3 separate regions of the Mus musculus genome follow, and all the other regions are linked to region 3. The links are chromatin contacts, called in public Hi-C and capture Hi-C maps. All regions are on one chromosome and are shown on one strand. The core of a region is the stretch at or near the end of the contact, and the rest is flanking DNA. Distances in the headings are between cores, read along the strand shown.

Evidence for each region. A called contact is a pair of places that touch in the nucleus more often than the background predicts. Capture Hi-C pulls out chosen DNA fragments and counts their contacts.
Region 1: a contact with region 3 is called in a Hi-C map of bone marrow-derived macrophages, with 3 times the contacts expected there. The contact joins the enhancer-like site here to the promoter of Dhh in region 3. A contact is called at or near these places in 29 of 39 promoter capture datasets (the 3T3-L1 cell line, 3T3-L1-derived adipocytes, the C10 cell line and 19 more), 9 of 15 datasets of contacts at CTCF or cohesin (CD8 T cells, the G1E-ER4 cell line, the NIH/3T3 cell line and 6 more), 226 of 484 Hi-C or Micro-C datasets (the 3T3-L1 cell line, 3T3-L1-derived adipocytes, the 4T1 cell line and 130 more), 71 of 115 datasets of contacts at active chromatin or transcription factors (the 230-238 cell line, CD4 T cells, CD4 single positive thymocytes and 45 more) and 4 of 9 other capture datasets (adipose tissue, embryonic stem cells, liver and 1 more).
Region 2: a contact with region 3 is called in a capture Hi-C map of embryonic stem cells, with 2.6 times the contacts expected there. The contact joins the promoter of B130046B21Rik here to the promoter of Dhh in region 3. A contact is called at or near these places in 10 of 39 promoter capture datasets (embryonic stem cells, epiblast stem cells, liver and 2 more), 18 of 484 Hi-C or Micro-C datasets (the C2C12 cell line and embryonic stem cells), 8 of 115 datasets of contacts at active chromatin or transcription factors (embryonic stem cells, extraembryonic endoderm stem cells and stem cell-derived neural progenitor cells) and 4 of 9 other capture datasets (adipose tissue, embryonic stem cells, liver and 1 more).

Annotation. Positions count from the first base shown.
Region 1 is chr15:99,000,512-99,003,211 of GRCm38.p6, reverse strand. No RefSeq gene overlaps it. Among named protein-coding and RNA genes, the nearest start is that of 4930578M01Rik, 16 kb to the right of the region's middle. Within about 2 kb of position 1,366, at least 44 of the 459 cell types and tissues checked have an H3K27ac peak or open chromatin away from gene starts, as enhancers often do. A contact at or near this core is called in CD8 T cells, the CH12 cell line, the G1E-ER4 cell line and 15 more, where this site is marked.
Region 2 is chr15:98,804,951-98,807,654 of GRCm38.p6, reverse strand. It overlaps B130046B21Rik (a long non-coding RNA gene), which reads right to left and starts at 1,340. Exons shown (of 3, transcript XR_003951472.1): 1 at 431-1,340. It overlaps Ddn (dendrin), which reads left to right. Exons shown (of 2, transcript NM_001013741.1): 1 at 1-50; 2 at 455-2,704. The coding sequence ends at 2,378.
Region 3 is chr15:98,897,172-98,899,871 of GRCm38.p6, reverse strand. It overlaps Dhh (desert hedgehog), which reads left to right and starts at 1,332. Exons shown (of 3, transcript NM_007857.5): 1 at 1,332-1,902. The coding sequence starts at 1,600.

The DNA.
Region 1 (2,700 bases), core at 117-2,616, 100 kb before region 3:
TTCTCTGCGGGGCCGTGGGTGTGGGGGAAAGAGGGGAATGGGAGAGAGTCCACGACCCGCCAGAGTTCTGGTGTTCTGGGCGGGCGACACGGGAGGACTGCGCACGCTTTTCACGCGGCCCCAGGTGGACATCTGGGCTGTGTGAAGCCACTGAGCCCACACGGTGGGTGGTGGACAAGGGTCAGCCCTAGGTACCAGGTTCTCAGCCTCCGGCATCCCACGCTGGATACGGAGGAGGAGCTGAGAACAGAATAAGGGCCCCGGGGACAGCACTGGGCCCCGGGGATGAGGGGAGGAGAGTGCAGGGGGAGAGGGGGTCCTGGATGGTTCCCATGTGGGTGTGAGTCCTTGGTCAGATCCGTGGCTGGAGCACGGGATGGCCTTCTGGCGGGAGGTTAGACACCGGGCTCCCATCCTTCAAGCACGTGGAGAGAGGGGGAAAGGGAGAGAGAAGTAGGGCTAGAGAGTAAGAAAGGTAAGAGCTTAAGAGAGCTAGGAGGGTCCAAGCAGCCCCTTTTATAGTGGGCTGGGCTATCTTGCTGTTGCCAGGTAACTGTGGGGAGGAACATATCTGGCTATAGACAGGTAACTGTGAGGGTGGAGTCTAGCCAGAATGCCCGAAGCTTGGCACATTGTCTGCAAGACTGATAGTCACAGAATTATGGACAGTCACCTGATTCTGGGAACGTGGCTCGCCTTTCCGTCCCTTGTAGATTTCTCTATTGGGTCACAGGAGCAAGCCCCATTCAACCAAAATAGGCTGCCTATCACAGTCCCACAGTTCTCCCCAGACCCTGCTTCTCCTTCCGTTTGCCTGTGTGTCTTTCTTCATCCCCTTGTTCCCCAAGTCAGGTTCCCCGGACCTTTCTGTGTAGGTCCAAACACTTAAAGACCAGGCCATCTCTTAACTGTAACCCTCAGTAAAATTGAAAAGTAAACTACATTCTGCCGACACACAGCGGCACAGAATAGAGATTATAGTTCCAAGAGGAGGAAGTGGGGCACAGTGAGGGAATCCTAGACCAAAGCAAGGCCGAAACCTGGCCCAGGCAAATCCCAAATCCTGTAGTCCATGTCTGATGTCACTGTTCCACTCCTGTGTGCAGCTCTCCTGGGCAGGTATCCCATGGCTCTGGGATCTCCAAAGCAGGGGCAGGTGGGTGGAGCTTTTTGAGTTCCAGGCCAGCATGGTCTGAGAGCTGGTTTCAAAAATTAAAGGGGGGGGGGGGTAGCGGAGGAGATGGGAGGGGTTGGAGAGGGGAGGTAAAGTGGGGAGGAAGAAGAGGAAGACAAAAGGTCAAAAGATAGCCCCAGGGCAGGCGCTGGCTTCTCAAGAATGCTGAGTCTGCAGTTCTCAACAGCCACGTGTGACTTAGGCAGCTCCCGTAGTTCCCGCTTTGCCGCTGCCTTCTGTCCAGAACAGAGCTGTCACATTCTCAGCAGAGCAGCTGCGACCCCACCAAGATCAGGCCGGCCTCCATTCCCTCATCCAACGACTCTCAGCCCAGGCTGCAGTCACACCCTCCTGGGCACCAGCCCCCGGTGCAGGGGATACTGCGCCAGCGGCTCTGGACTCCTGGGGTATTAGTATGTACAGGAAGTAAAAGATTCATCGTTAAAGCTATGCAGCTTTCAGGAGGCTGGCTCCTACGCGGGGGCGGGTCTTCGGGATTCGGCTGTTTGGGGGTCACCCATGTTCAGATAAACTCACTGACTCATCAGAAGTTCAACTTGGGTGGAATTGGTCCTTGGTGTGCTGGCGCCCTCTGTGGAAAGAACGGGCCTTTGTGTCTCCCGGGCGGGGGTGGGGGGGGGTGGGGGTGGTGGACGGACGACAAGGTATCAGTGGCTCAGAGGGGGATGAAGGAATGTTTTTATTTTGAGACAGGGTTTTATTATATAGCCAGGGCTGGCCTAAGCTGGCTGTGGAGAGAACTCTAGGCAATCCTTTCTCTGCCTTCCAAGCGCTAGGATCACGGGAATGTGCCGCAGTGTCTTGCATGGTTTTTCATTTTCCTCTCCTTTTGAGACAGGGTCCCCTGTAGCTGAGGCTGGCCTTCGCCCAGCTGCCCTCTCTTCCTAAGTCTCCTGTCTCCTCCCACTGCTCCCCTCTGCTTTCATACATGGGATCACAAGGCAGCTTTTCAGGGACACGGGACACGATTATAGGTTGATAAGATAAAACATAGGTCAAGTTGTGTGGAAGCTCTTTCCTGTAAGATTTATTTGGGAGCAGGAGAGATGGCTCAGAGGCTAAGAGCACCAGCTGCTCTTGCAGAGGATATAGAGTACAAATCCCAGCTCCCACACGGTGGCTCACAACCATCCCAACTCCAGTTCCAGGGGATGCAACCCCTCATCAGACAACTGTGGCAACCAGGCAACACATATGGTGTACATACACTCAAACACATAGATAAGTCTTTTTAATAAACGGTTTTAAAGTATTCTCACACAGTAAAAGAATTGTAAGCTTGAGATCCATGCTAATGTTTGCTGCCCCCTACTGGAATCTTTTGGGAGAAAACCCCGAGTCCTGGTTATGCATTCAAATAAAAATAACCCTGCGTGGACAGTTAGCTGATGTTACCTTCTAGTGGACATTTTCCAGAACTCGCCATACTCCGTCTCTCATTTCAGAGATTGGAGGCACGCTTCTGCTCTTCTACGTGGCCTTGGTAACTCCAGGCCCTGGGGGCT
Region 2 (2,704 bases), core at 91-2,590, 92 kb after region 3:
TCCATGGACATCCAGGCCAGCTACTGGGCCCGTGGGCCCCAGAGCCGCACGTGAGTGAAGGAGGGGTGAGGGGCAGCAAGTGGTGGGGCGGGAAGTGGGGTCCAGACCTCCCCGCTGGCACCAGCAATTGCTGCTGTTCCCTTCTCTTTCCCGCGCCTCCCTCCCCCCACTCGTCGAGGACTGGGGCCTGAATCATTGAGCGCTGTTTAGGGGGACAGGAGTACTAGTGGCAGGCGGTGAGATGGGGGCAGTCGCTGTTAAAGTGTGCATGGAGAGATGGCGAGGAGTCTCATTTCGACTTTAGCCCTAACATATACGCACGTGCACTCGCTCAGACACTCACACGAACCCTCCCACATGGCTGCCCCAAGTGGTCTCCAGTGCTCCCAGCTCCCCGGACCTCGGCTCTCTGTCCCCGCAAACTGCTCACCTGGGTTCCTGCTCATTGTCCCAGGTGTAGGCTGCGCCCGGGATCCCCTGAGCCGCCACCCCGCCGACCCTGGGCCTCCAGGGTGCTGCAGGAGGCAACCAACTGGCGGGCGGGCCCCCCCGCCGAGGTCCGAGCCCGGGAACAAGAGAAAAGAAAGGCGGCGTCGCAGGAGCGGGAGGCCAAGGAGACCGAGAGAAAAAGGCGCAAGGCTGGCGGGGCCCGACGGAGTCCCCTAGGTCAGCCCCGCCCAGAGCCCCGGAACGCCCTTCGGGCAGCCCAACCTACAGGGTTTCCAGTTTTCTCCAGACCAGAGCGCTTCGGGCAGGTGGGGCGAGCGCCCCGACCATCCGTGCTCCCGCAGGGTGACCCAGGGGTTGCATGGGCGGGGCCATGGGGAGGCAGAAGGCCAGGGCCCCCTAGCTACGAGGCTCACCTGCTGTTGAGAGGCTCTGCAGGCACAGCCCCAAGGCGCCGCTGGGACCGGCCGCCACCCTATGTGGCTCCACCTTCTTATGAAGGTCCCCACAGGACCCTGGGGACTAAGCGAGGCCCGGAGCTCTCCCGGGCGCCCACCTCATCAGCCCCAGTTCCAGCCACCACCAGGACAGAGGGAGGGCGCACGAAGAAGAGGCTGGATCCTCGAATCTACCGGGATGTTCTAGGAGCTTGGGGTCTCAGACAGGGACGGGGACTCTTAGGAGGTGCTCCAGGCTGTACAGCAGCCAGAGCTAGGCCAGAGTCTTGCAAAGGGGCTATAGAGAAAAGCTCAGGCCTAGTTGCTGCTGGCCTGAACAGTGCTGGCGATAGTCATTCCCAAGGCAAAACGACTGGCGGTCCAGGCACGGACGCAGCTCTCTCTAGGTCCGCGATCAGCAGCCCACCTCGTCCTGTTCCCAGGTCCAGGCAGCACCTCAGGGGGTCAAGGAAAGGGAAAGAAGGAAGTGAGCAGATATGGCTTCCCACGTGTTGGCTTGCCTCCCCTAAAAAGCCTCCAGTTAGGCACAGCCAGACGCTCCCTAGACCCTGGGCTCCTGGAGGCACCGGGTGGAAAGAGTCCCTGGGTCAAAGAGAGGGGGCAGAACATGAGACCCTGGAAGTTTGGAAGGTGACCCGCCGTGCCCACACCCTGCCCCGCATTTCCCGAGGTCCCGCTGGTAGAGAAGGCATCTTTGTCATTGACGCCACATGCGTGGTGATAAAGTCCCAGTACGTTCCGACCCCTCGAACCCAGCAGGGTCAGCTCGTGCCCTCTGGGGAGTCGTGCAGTGTGAGCGACAGCCTTAGTCAACCCAAGCCCTGTCACGAGGAGGAGGGCGAGGGGGCCGCTGCCAACCCTTCAGTTTGCCAAAAGCGACTGTTGAGCAGTCGAGTCTTAAACCAACCGAGCGAGGGTCGCGAGTGCGAGGCCGAGGTCGGACAGCAGGGGGATTCTTCATTGGAGGAGCGCTCCTCCAGCGGTTTGGGGTTCCCTGTCGGAGAAGTGAACCCGCGAGACGCCCCCACGCAGCCAGGTAGCCAAGAGCACCCGACCTTAGGCCCAGCGGCTCCGGTATGCGCCGGCAGCTTGAAGGGCTCAGAAGCGGCTGGTGTCCCGCGGCGCGCGGGCGGGGGCTGGGCGCGGACTCCAGGGCCCTACGCCGGGGCGTTGCGAGAAGCCGTGTCCCGCATCCGCCGCCACACCGCCCCAGATTCGGACTCAGACGAAGCGGAGGATCTCAGCGTCCATAGCGGCTCCTCTGATGGAAGCGACACAGACGCCCCAGGCGCCTCCTGGCGGAATGAGAGGACCCTGCCTGCGCTTGGGAACACCCGGCCCAGGGAAGGCGGGAAGACAGCAGGGCTGAGCGACAGTATCCGGGAGATTGTGGATGTCATCAGTCAAACCGAGGAAGGCTTCATCCGAGAGGACACCAGGAAAACGCCACAGGGAAATAGAGAGAGGGAGTGAGCGATGCCCCTCTTTGTTCTCGTGTCGCTCAGCCCATCCACCCTGGGCTCACCTGCTCCTTCTCTCTCTCCAGGCTTCGTTTGCTTCCTTTTCTTCTTTCCCACCTATACCTGTTCCCACACTTGAAACAGAGGAGAGAGGAGGAACCAGGGAAGGTAGCGTCTGCCAACTCAAGGGTTAGTTTCAGGGAAAGTGTGGGTGGGCCATCCACACCTGCTACATTCGGTGTGGAACTGTTCCGACAGAGAAAGAGAAGGGGCAGGGATGGTGCCTGCGATGGGCAGGGCAGGGTCCCTGACAGGAGAGAAAAAGTAATGGAGAGGCCT
Region 3 (2,700 bases), core at 83-2,582:
TTTGTTTTTGTTTTTGTTTTTTTCGAGACAGGGTTTCTCTGTGTGTAGCCCTGGCTGTCCTGGCACTCACTTTGTAGACCAAGCTGGCCTCGAACTCAGAAATCCACCTGCCTCTGCCTCCCGAGTGCTGGGATTAAAGGCATGCGCCACCACGCCAGGCTACGTTTTATTTTATAAGTATGGGTATTTTGCTTGTACCAATTGTATGCCTGTTGCCCGAGGAGACCAGAAGACAGCATTGGACCCCCTCCCCATCGGATGTGGAGTTACAGAAAGAAGGGAGTTAGCCATTGTGTGGGTGCTATGAATCTAACTCAGGTCCTCTGGAAAAGCAGTCAGTGCTCTTAACTGCTGAGCCCTGAAGGCCCTGGTTCTGATCCGAGCACCACACAAACCTGGTGTGGTAGTGCATGGCTAATTTCAGTGCTGGGAAGCTAGAGGCCAAAGGAGAAAACATTCGCTGTCAGCCTGCTCTGTGAAGTGAGTTTGAGACCAAGCCTGAACTACATACAGTAAAGTCTGTCAAAAGAAGGAGAGGAGGGATAAAAAGTGGGTATCTGGCAACCATTTGAGAGGACATAAAACTTGGAAAGTCCTGGCCTGGCAAGGTAGATCAGCAGGTAAAAGCACTTGCCACACAAGCCTGGTCAACCGGAGCTCAATCCCTAGAGCCCGCTGAGGAAGGAGAAGGTGGACTCCCAAAAGCCCTCTGACCTCCACAGGTGTGCTATGGCATGTGCTGGCAGAGACAGACACAGTAGGGTTTTTTTTTGTTTTGTTTTGTTTTGTTTTTGTTTTTTTTTTTAATGTCTCAAACTGGATTGTGTCAGGCTCTGTTCCCAAGAAGATATAAAACCACCAAGGAAAATGATCCTCTGGGATCTCTGCTTGGTTATGGATGAGTGTTGAGAGAAATCGGGGAGACTTGAGGAGGAGCACGGAGATGGGAGGCTTTGATGGCTTGCCCAAAGGGCTTGGATGGCCTTGGAACTCAGACTTCCCGGAGGACAGCAGAGGGCATGGCGTGCCAGGGTAGACTTTAGGAAAGCAAAGACTAGTGCCCAGGAAGATAGTTTGGTGCCTAATTTAGACTCGGAGGTAGAAGGATGCTTATCCAGGCAGCCAGGACTCTAAAGCTTCAGGGATTTCCTAAGCAGGTGCCTGCATGGTTTCCAGGATGGGACACACTTCAGTGGAGTAATGGAACAGTGGTGTCCAGTTGTGACTGCTAGATCCCCCGCCCGGGTGGGAGGGGGCGGGACAGCCCTGAGAGAAGGGCGGGGGGCGGGGCCCGGGACCACTTAAGGCGGAGTCAGGGCGTTTCTGGGAGCACGGGAGCCGGGCAGCAGAGACTGGCTGGGCTGGCACTCACCCTCGACCCACCTGCTCTGTAAATGGTAGTCTATCAGTAGTAGGTTCCAGGTTCCCCAGGGCATGTAGGCAGAGTTAGCGGCTGCCAAGTGTTCAGAGCCACAGCGCTCCAGGTACTCTGGGACCTTCTCTATCTGCGGTGCTCTTTAGCTCCTGCGGAGATGCCCAATTGACAGGAGAGCCAGTGAGGACAAGAACGCTCCCTTCCGACCCAAGTCCACGGCACCCATGGCTCTGCCGGCCAGTCTGTTGCCCCTGTGCTGCTTGGCACTCTTGGCACTATCTGCCCAGAGCTGCGGGCCGGGCCGAGGACCGGTTGGCCGGCGGCGTTATGTGCGCAAGCAACTTGTGCCTCTGCTATACAAGCAGTTTGTGCCCAGTATGCCCGAGCGGACCCTGGGCGCGAGTGGGCCAGCGGAGGGGAGGGTAACAAGGGGGTCGGAGCGCTTCCGGGACCTCGTACCCAACTACAACCCCGACATAATCTTCAAGGATGAGGAGAACAGCGGCGCAGACCGCCTGATGACAGAGGTAAGGAGAGTTTCTCCCCACCTGCTCTACCACACCACCAGCTCCTCAATTTTCCTACAACAACCCTGGAGGATGAACTGTTCCTTCATCCCCAGAGACCCTAAACTAAAATAAAATAAAGTGAGATCTCCTTCATCACACCCTTCAGGAAAGCAAATAACCTGGTGGCTGGATAGTGGTTCGGAGGTATCCAAATGGGGAGAGAGTCTGCGATGGGGAGGGGGAGGAGGAACTGCCCAGTGAGAGTGAATCTGGGAGAGGCTGGAGCGAGGGCGGGGAAAGGAGGATGGCGGCAGGCGAGACGGGAAATGGCTGAGGCGTGGACCGGGGGTCAGTCACCGAGCCAGGCAGGAAGGGCTGGGGTGAGCTGGGGGCCAGGAGCTGGCTATGATAGGTAGACTGCATAAGGCTTTACACTTAGCCTGGCTCTTGGCCTGATGTCCAAAAGCTCTGTGAGCCAAAAGAAGGGGGCTGGAAAAGAGATGGGCAAGAGTCAGGTTACCAGACCAGACCATCTACCTGGGGATGGGGTGGCCATTGTCCTTGGCACGGGAAAGGTAGCCTATACTAGGGTCTAAACAACAGACTTTGGGGTGGGGGTGACCAAAAAACAGTCCTCAGAACAGACAGACACACCTGAGAATCAAGGGTTTCTGGGCCATCTAAACTCACCTTAGCTTGAGGACTCTGCTTTGAATATCAGCTAGCATTCTGGGGTACATGCTACAGAGGGGCACTGAACCAAGCCGACTCAGTGGGCCATGGCTTGGAAGGGAAGGGCCCAGAGCCCCTATGGCC